Linked DNA regions of Zea mays: region 1 is linked to region 2. A link is a contact called in public Hi-C data. All regions are on one chromosome and are shown on one strand. Each heading gives the region's core, a stretch centred on a gene start, on an enhancer-like site or on the middle of the called end of the contact. The rest is flanking DNA. Distances are from core to core; before and after follow the strand shown.

What was found. A called contact is a pair of places that touch in the nucleus more often than the background predicts.
Region 1: a contact with region 2 is called in a Hi-C map of leaf, with 4 times the contacts expected there. The contact joins the promoter of LOC100283396 here to the enhancer-like site in region 2. A contact is called at or near these places in 3 of 25 Hi-C or Micro-C datasets (bundle sheath, ear and leaf).

What each region holds. Positions count from the first base shown.
Region 1 is chr2:197,100,516-197,105,218 of Zm-B73-REFERENCE-NAM-5.0, reverse strand. LOC100283396 (oxidoreductase) reads left to right here and starts at 1,512. Exons shown (of 8, transcript NM_001156297.1): 1 at 1,512-1,770; 2 at 1,961-2,020; 3 at 2,216-2,268; 4 at 2,410-2,461; 5 at 3,913-3,972; 6 at 4,137-4,211; 7 at 4,291-4,363; 8 at 4,631-4,703. The coding sequence starts at 1,656. The coding sequence ends at 4,694.
Region 2 is chr2:196,802,454-196,807,379 of Zm-B73-REFERENCE-NAM-5.0, reverse strand. No RefSeq gene overlaps it. Among protein-coding and RNA genes, the nearest start is that of LOC103647556, 3.1 kb to the left of the region's middle. Within about 2 kb of position 2,994, at least 17 of the 20 cell types and tissues checked have an H3K27ac peak or open chromatin away from gene starts, as enhancers often do. A contact at or near this core is called in bundle sheath, ear and leaf, where this site is marked.

The DNA.
Region 1 (4,703 bases), core at 263-2,762, 300 kb before region 2:
GCCAGGAAGGCAATATGGTCAGAGTGACACCTGCCCGACCTCCTTCGTCGGAGACCCCGACACCATCTTGGAAGCCCTCGGTGCCCCTCAGCCTCACCCCATGCGGGCGGCATGAGGGACACAAGCTCGCCCCGCCTTCTAAAGTTAATGAAATAAGACGACAGATCGTGATCTATATGAGGTTCAACCCCTCGTATGACAATCTGTCGGCTTTCTTCGCGTCCTACGTAGAGCTCTCTACGTTATATGACACAGAAATGATGTCCTACTGCGGTGGTTCTAGCAGTAGCCTCAACACCTTCCCGCCTCGACCGTGTCATACGGTCATCTCCCCACCTCTGATGACTTTGAGTTTGTAGAGATGGCGGGTGGCGGTGGGGACTTCATCTTCCATGCACTCTACATGGACTTGGATTTGGACTTGGATTTAAGTCCTCCTGAGAGCGGCGAGGAAGGACCCTCTAACAGAAAGCGATATGAAAGATAACACAAACGATGCACAAAACTAATGTTTTAAAAGTGTTTCGTTATTTTTTATATATCACATTGTATACACGAATTTATTTGAAAAAGATGGCACATATCATTGTAAAAAATGTCATGGCTACATTACGCAGCAATGTTATAGAGCAGCTCCAAAGAAATCTCCATACTCTAACCAACTAATTTATCTTGATATATCTATATTCTAACTAACTATATTTTTTAGAATAGAGCTCTATAACATTGCTACGTAAAAACTATCTCCAGCATCTTACACATTCATAGCCTTATATTTAAACCCCACTCTGCAAAATGTGTAGTATGCAATGCAAAACAATGAAAAAATGGATGAATTGTTGGAGACGGTCTAATGTAGCCATGACCTTTTTTTACAGTGATCTGTAATGTTTTTTTCAAATAAATTCGTGAGTCTTTACATTCCATCAGAATAGAGATTTAGATAAAAAAAATCCTCCAATAGACTCTCTAAAGGCTAGTTTGAAAACTCAAATCCTCTTCAGGACTGAAGGGGATTGAAGAGAAAATTAGTTCATTTCCACCTCAATACCCTCTAATCCCAAAAGGGATTTGAGGTTCTCAAAGTAGCCCTAAACATACAAAAACTTCTCCGTTCCAATTTATAATTCATTTGATTTTTTAATTCAAATTTGACTAGTATTCAAACAAATCTGTTATTATTATTATTTTTTACTGTGATATCATTTAGTATATAATATATTTTAAATGTAACTTTACTTTTCATTTTTCGCAAAAAATTGAATAAGATAAGCTAATTAAATTTGATAGAGAAATTCAAACAAATTGTAAATTAGGACGGATAGGAGATGAAGAACGACGCAATTGCGCATAGCCTACGCGATACGGAGCTTCGCGCCATCGTCTGACCACTTCCCAGCTCTCCCGTCCTGCAATGACTATTGGGCTGCAAGTCCTACCCTGGAAACGGCCCAAACATGGCCCAACCTAATAACCAGTTGAGCTATGGCGTTGTGCGCCGTCTGTGGACCAGACACCCATACTGATTCGCTGGCGGCAGGCCGACGGCTACGGAGACGGAAGTGGCGACCGGTTCCGGCGAGGCGCAGGCGACAGATAGGGGACAGGGCGACCATTTCTAGCGAGGCAGGAGCGGGGAAGATCCGGAAGCTGCGATGTCGAAGCGGCTGCTGTCGCGGCTGCTCGGCATGTTCCAATCGCGGACGCAGGTGGGCGTCGACAAGGCCGGCAACCGCTACTTCACCCGCGTTGAGGAGGTCGACGGCACAAGTACGTGTCCCCGTCCACCCCGCTCATCCTACCCCCTGTTACCCCTACTTGCACGAGCTTGCCTCTAGTTTCCCCGCTCCCGGTCTCCTCTGGCAAGGAGGAAGGCACGTGAATGCCGGCTAAGCAAATCTCGATGCGGTTGCTTTTTCTTCTTCTTCATGCTGTTCTTGATTGCGGAACAAGGGAACAGTGAAGGAGAGGCGCTGGGTGGAGTTCAAGGGCGCAGACCAGGACTCGACCACCGTTCCAGGTTACCTTCCTCCCTTCCTGCTCATTTTCCCGATGAGGATGTTGTGATGTGACTGAAGAAGTGAAGAATCCTAATGTAACTGCTACGGCACCGTGTTTGCAGGCATGTATGGATTGTGGCCTTGATTTTAGATTATTATGTACTTGGATTTGTTGATTGCATATACAACATCTCATAGTCATGTCGTGCTTGTAGTCGAGTGGATTTGCTGGCTGAATGGCCAAAGGAAGAAAGCTCCAACACCAGAGGTAAGAGCAAGAATGTGAAACAACACATTGTCATTCAAAGTTTTTCTAGGTCTTCCCTTTTATTGTATTGTCAATCCAAACTTTACAAGGAGAGCAACATAGTCATTGCATCTGATGCTGATATATCATAGTACCTTCCAGGAATTGGCTGAGCTGGAGGCAAGACGTGAACGTGTCAAGCAAAACATTCAGCGTATGTATGCGGTGTTTCCTACTTGTGTACTCATGTATGATTTTATTAATAAGCCTCACTGTGTGCAGTGAGCAAGAGCCCAAACATGTTTTCTTAGGCATTTGCAGTTGAGTAACCCATGTTAATTGCCTCAACTACTTTATAGTAGCCCATATGTATCATAATATGCACTGTATGCTACTTTCCATACCGTTCACTGGACAAGGCTAAGAGAAATGAAATAAAATGCTGGTTAGATATGTGTGTTTCTTGTATTTGATGCTAAATTCTTATTTTGTAAATAGAAACTGTATTGTATTTTGTGCTAGGATCGTCAACAAGGTTGTATGAGACATGATCACTTGAAAACTTTGATCTCTATTACTCCATCCATCCACAAAAGGGTGCAATTTTCACTTTTCGAGGAGCCAAACAGTTTGAAGTTGGACCATAATTATACCAAGAAGTATTAACCTTTATGGTAAGATAAGTAGAATGGCAGACCCAGTGCCGGAGGCTCCCACATGAGTGGTGTGTGGGAAAGGGATAAACCGAGGCAAGTCTTTCCCTACAAATACGAAGAGCTTTGAGCCCGTGACCTGATGACTCTAGTGAGACAACTCTCACCGCTGCACCAAGCCTGTCCATAAAATTAATTATGAGATATATTTTCGTAGTAAATCTAGTTAGGGACATAAATGTTAATATTATTCACTATAAACTTGGTCAAACTAGTTTGACTTGCACAAATCCCACAGTTGCATCCTTTTGTCCCATTAGCTGCATCCTTTTGTGGATAGAGGGAGTACAACTTTGCAAGCATTCCATCTACGAATTAGAATAACGTTAACAGTCAGTTGTTTTGGTGTGTGATTGGTGATTATAAAAGTAACAGGACATGCTGTCGTGCACTCAAAATTTGGTTTGTTAACCTCGTGATTAGGGATGTAAGCTCTGACACCATATAGTTGTGGGCCAGTTAGCTACTTAGCTAGCTAACTTCTATCCCGCATCCCTTCCTTTGATATTTGGATTTGTTCAATCGAGTATTGGGTTGATCCAATGTCCTAGGAATGCAAAACTCCCATCCCTACTCACGATCTGAATTTTGATGATGTCTGCTATATATCTATTTAAATTTATTCACGAAAAATATGTTGAAAGTGCTGGCGTATTGTTTATGGCCTGAATTTTGTAGAGAATAGTTGTTACAATGTAATATACTGGATACGTTTGCAGCTATGAAGCTTTCATTCTAGTTGAAGACTTGCATCGCGGTAAAAGATCTGATTCACACCAGCATATGTTTGTCACAGCTTCTTTTAAGTTTTGTTTCTTCAAGGATCAAGATTCTCATGCATGTAATTTTGCATTAACCTTGGTTATTCATAAAGCTGTCATCTTTTTTTAGTTTGATGGCCAATAATGTGTGTTTTTCTCCACTAACATATTTGAATCTATGTTCAATCAAGTTCTCAAAAAGAAAGAAGAAGAGGAAAGAAAAACTGGTATCCAACCAGTCAAGAAAATTGGTATGTTCCTTACCCTGTCGTGATACTTGACAGATACAGTTCTTTGTACTATCAGTTTCCATTGTAGTTTCTCCCTGTTGCCTTGGTGAAAGGGAAACAAATCTCATGATTCCTTTGTTTTTCTCCTCCTGATTGTTTGAGTGATGATGTTCCTCGAAAAGCAGGGAAAGCTGAATCTCCAAATCTCCAAAGTTTCGTGAAGCAGCAGTTCTCGGGTACTCCTCCAGATCAGCAGAAAGGTAACGTTTTCTTATTTAACTATGTTTCTCGCTGGGAACATAAGTGTGACTACTTTTGAAATGCACGATGACATTTTAGTTAACACTCTAGGACCTGAGGATAGGCCTAAGGACACAACTCATACAGAAGATGCTACGACAGACAATGAGAGGTGCATTCCAGCTCAAAGTTCTTTCTGCGATTGTTGTATGTAGTTGTGAAGACATGTTATTTACTCTGTAGCCGTTTTATTTAAGTATTACTAGCTATATTATGGTCAAACTTCGATTTAGGTATTGCAGAAGTATTGAAAACTTCAATTTAGATGTAGGAGCTACATGAGAAACAACAATCTGCTATTGCCTTTATCTTTTGCGCGCGTCTTCATCTGATTACATTAATTAATTCTAATTTCAAAATCATGTCTATTTATCTTTAGGTATACTGAACCAACGGGAACTGGTGCCACTTTCAAGCCAGGGACTTGGCAGCCACCAACATGAATGCCAACA
Region 2 (4,926 bases), core at 1,745-4,244:
TCTATAAAATCAAATTATATCTCAGGATCTAATGTATATAGTCTGGTCCTATAGATGTTTGTGTATTTTCATAAAACTTAGTTAAAATTAAATAGATTTAACTTGAAACTAAGCTAAAACATAACTTACAATTTAATTAGAAAACAAAAGGTAAAGATTAGAATAGCTGAGGCAGAAAAAAAAATCTAGCGTTATTCTGAGTTTGACAATGTTGTGCGCCAAAATCCATTTTGGACTAACGGGACAAAAAGACTTTTTCGGGTGATAATAAGGTCGATCAGTTCCTCCAAAACGATGTTGCACCAGTTTGGGCTGATTGTGGCAAGTTGGCCGACCTAAGCTCGACCCCTTAACACTGGACTACCACAATCATGGGTCGTGACATCACGGAGGATGCAATGCTGGAGGAATTCGCAACCTCGATTCGTACATGTCAGATTATGTGTTTGCGTTGATTTTAAAATGTTTTTACCAAAACAATTTTCATAGAAACACGCTAAAAAGTTAAACGTTTGATAGTCCATAGTAGTTTCTGGTGGCTAGAATCTAGAAAAAAAAAACCCGAAACAAACACGGCTAATGTTATGCAGCTCAAATGGTGAAAAAAAAGAATCCGTCCATATAAAAAATGGCTTTTGTAGTTTTTTCCCCCCAAGAGTCAAGTACATTCTCATGGTTCATAGCAGCCAGCAGCGTAGTCCCGGGAGCGCACACAAACTAGACCATGTTGTGATATCTTATCTTGAATGACAGTGAAGCCGCAAGCCAGGAGATGCCAAAAGAGAGGGCGAGGAAACTGAACCCACAAGAAACCAACCCTAAACTTATGGGAATGATCAAACCCGGAAAGAAAACCAAGAGGGACTTTTGCCCGCAAGAAAACTTGCATTGTATTTTGTACCTATTATTGTCAATCACACTTCACTCTCACTGCAACAACATCAGCAGACACAATGCCTGCTTTCGAACTATCGATTCCTGAACTTTCCTTTTCATGTGGCCACTTCCAGATGCTACGCAGCGAACAGTAGTGTATATCAGCTAGGGATGAAAACGGTTTCGGAATTTTTCGGAATTCTGGAAACCGATTTCGAAATTTTTCGATCGGATTCACTGGTAACGGATTTTATTCGAAAACGGAATCGGTTTTCGGAATTTTCTATCGGAATCGGCGTGATGTTTTACCGACCGTTTCCATCGGTTACCGGTTTTTGTCGGAAATTACCGGATTTGTGTCTCGAAAATTTCCGGAATTGTGTCTCGGAATTTTTTCGGAATTTTTTTCGGAATTTTCCAGCATGTGATTTTTTCGCATCGCCTGTACATCTCTGGATAAGGATTACTTATTTTTGTATTTTTTGGACGCTTTAAGATTTTTTTGGGGTTAGATGGTATTGGAAGGCAGTTGAGATTAACGATTTGGTCTCTCGAACGAATCCACCATTTTCTATGCACATGTTATGTATTAGTAATATATAATGATAGAGAGCCGACAGTCTGTCTTTTCCACACACTAGATTTTAGGGTTTTCCTGTGAGGCTGTGAAAAAACCCTTTATGTGAGGAAAAAATGTTTCATGAGTAAGCATGTCATGTCAACTAAATCGAGTGGATATTGTAAAATTTGAGTCTGTGAACTTGTGATCTTTATGAACTTGTTATACTGTGAACTTGTTATATTGTGAACTTATGATCTTTGTAAACTTTTTATATTATAAATTTGTGATCCTTATGAACTTGTTATATCATGAATTGTGAACTTGTGGTATTTGTGATCTTTTGTCAATTTTGTTTTACTGTGAAGTTTGATATGTTTACCGATCGTATTTTAGATTTCGACTGTTATCGGTGTATTTTCCGCACCGTACTTTTCGTTTCCGATGTTTCCGAAATACCGATATCATTTCCGTTTCTGGAGTTACCGTTTTCGATTTTGTTTCCGATAAAAAATATGAAAACAGTAATGGTTTTAGTGTTTACCGACCGTTTCCGACCGTTTTCATCCCTAATATCAGCAGTGGTTCGTAGCCAGGCTTCTCACTCTCAAACCATCGCTCGCTGGTTTTGATGATGTGCATGAGAGCCACGCATGGTTCATCAAGGGAAAAGGGGGGGGGGGGGGGCACACTTCTTCGTCCATTCCATGCATGATCCGACCGCTTGAGCCGTCAGATCGGTTCTTGCCACGAGAGATTCAGAAACTTGACGCACAACAAAAAAACCAGTAACTTTCAGAGGAGGGGAGGTTTAGTCAATGCACAGGTATTCAGCTTCACTCAACTATCGGCGTCTGCACCCCCAGACAAATCGGTGCCAAGAAAATGAGAGGGTCCAAGCATGACACAACCGGGGGCCCCCTTTTGTTTTGGTCGACGAACGTAAGTGTGTGATAGAGCTGGTCAGAGAGAGAGAGAGCGCGCGCGCGCGCTGCGATTTCGGGCGGTCAACATGATGAACAAGAGCCCTTGATCTAGGCAAGGATATGTATATATATTAAAGAAGAACTGTTCTTAAGGGAATAATTTGAGGTGCTGTACTGCTGTGGCATGTGAGTGATGACCGATATTCAGGCTATTAGAACCTGCTTGAATTGCTGTCACTGTCTTGATATTCTCGCAGGACCCTGGATCAGGGCTGGACCGCCACAGGGCAAGGTAGCAGTAGCAGTAGTGTCTTTTCTGGCTTGCACAAGTGGACAAGATCGATGACAGTTCGGTATGCTCTGCTTCCAACATTTCAGTAGTAATCGTTCAAACTGGGGCTGAACATTTATATTTTATGTGCCAATGATTAAGGAAGACCAAAGGAAAAGACACCACAGAATAGCTACAAACTGGAACAGATAATCCTAGAGTACGTAGCCTTGCTGCTTGTCAACAGTTTCCTGCTCCAATTGTTTTTATTTTATTTTATTTTCTACGCGTTGGTTGGGGCGAGAGGGAACCCAGGCCCGGCGCCCCTGCGGCCCTGCCGCTCACCGTCGTCCAGCCGGGTCAAGGGGAGCGTGGGCCACTGCCGACGTGGCCGTACCTGGCGCTCGGGCCCACCCGCACGTGTCCTGTGCGGCTGTGCGTTGCTTCCCGTTCTAGCTTCCTGTGGCTGTGCTCTCCCTGCTTCGTCTTCGTTGCCGCGTCCACCCCGTCCGCCGGCGTTTCAAAAATTCCGTCCTTTTTGACATTTGTTCGGCTCGGAATATAATAGGCTGCTTGCGTATGTATCTCCTTTTAGGACATTTCTGTAGCTTGTTTTGCCTAGATTTCTTTTTTCTAGAACCAATTGAGCTGCATGGGTACAGCTCAATCGATGCTATGAAACAGTATAGTAATTGTTGAATAATTAGACAAATTCCAAATTAAATTCCGAATATAAATCATGACCAAATCAGAAGAACTGAAATAAAAGCCAAATCAGATGATGCGTACTGATTAGACTTACTGATTGTTGGCGCGCGCCAGGATCAGATGGGTTGACGAGGTCAGCAGATCACGAGCAGTCGCGTGAAGACGCTTCCCAAAAACCTTATTCGCCCTCTCCCGGTGCAGGATCTAGAAGACGAAGGGTTCCGGAGACCTGCTCTCCTGATCGCAGATGCACCTCTGCGGTCGGGACGAAGGGAACTAAAAGGCGGCTCAGCTATGAAGAGAGGCGAAAGCGAACTGGGATCTGGGATGATTTGGAGGCTGGCTGCCGGGCTCCTTTTATAGGGCCGAGTCCGCGACCCCAGTGCTTATCCACCCACGAAAATCTCGCAATCAGTTGAGATTTTGTAGCGATCGGTTAGGATAAGCGTAACAGCCAAGAAACCAAAAAATCAAACGGCAAAAGGTAGCCGCGCCCCCGCAAGGCGAGGGGCCGGATTTCGGCGGACCATTCACGCGCATGTCGTGCGCCCGCGCCCTTCGCCCCGGCCCGCCCCGGCCCGGCCTGGCCAGGCGAGGCGAGGCGAGGCGAGCGAGCGCGCGCGCGCGTGTGGCTCTCCACACTCTCTCCTCTCATCCATGACTTGGTGAGTGAGTGTGGCTTCCATATTTAAGCTAGCTCTACTCCACAAGAGCTAGCAATATGGTGCTATTGGTTCCACCTATCCCTTTGCCATCCACTTATATGGGCTTTTGAGATTTTCCTGGGATTTATTTGAATAACTTAATTGGGCCAAGCCCATAAATCCTAACAATCCCCCACCAGATCTCAAATGCCCATCTGCAGTTTTCGCCACTGTTCACTACTGTTTAATATACTAGTTTTTCAGCAGAGACTGTTAAGTTGAACTTCCGCCTAGAACTCCAAGTTACACCAACCCACAACTTGGACAATGGACTATGCCTTGAATTGCAAGTTTTGCGTGAATGGGTTTCACTTGAAGTCATGACTAGTACTTGGCTACCAGTAGTCCCCTTCTCGGGTGGAGCATATACGTCGTACTCCAAGGTCTCTTCATGAGTTTACTAGAGATCACCCAGATCTCATAGACTGCGACGTTAGACAGTCTAACTCATATAGGTGTGTTCTTTCAAGAATGTTCTGCAGGACAACATCTTCGCTAATACAAGCCAACAGAACACATTAAGGCACAAAGCCAACCTGCCTTACAGCATTTGAGAGTATTGCATCTTTACTTAGAGAGGGTCAAAGGTTACTCTCCTCAGTTCACCAATGGCTTGTTCTTCCCAGGACCTAATTCACGGGATCTCCGATCACATAGACTGGGTTTCCACCATGGCAACTTTATTCGGGTCTCATACCCATCTCTCTCGATGCGATTTCTATCACATTACGTGGTAGTCCCTTGGTAAAAGGATCTGCCAGATTCTTATCTGTTGAAATATAAGTCACACTTATAACTCCGGAGTTTCTCAACTTTCTGACAGACTTCAATCGTCTTTTGACATGTCTTGATGACTTTCCATTATCCTTAGAACTCGTCACT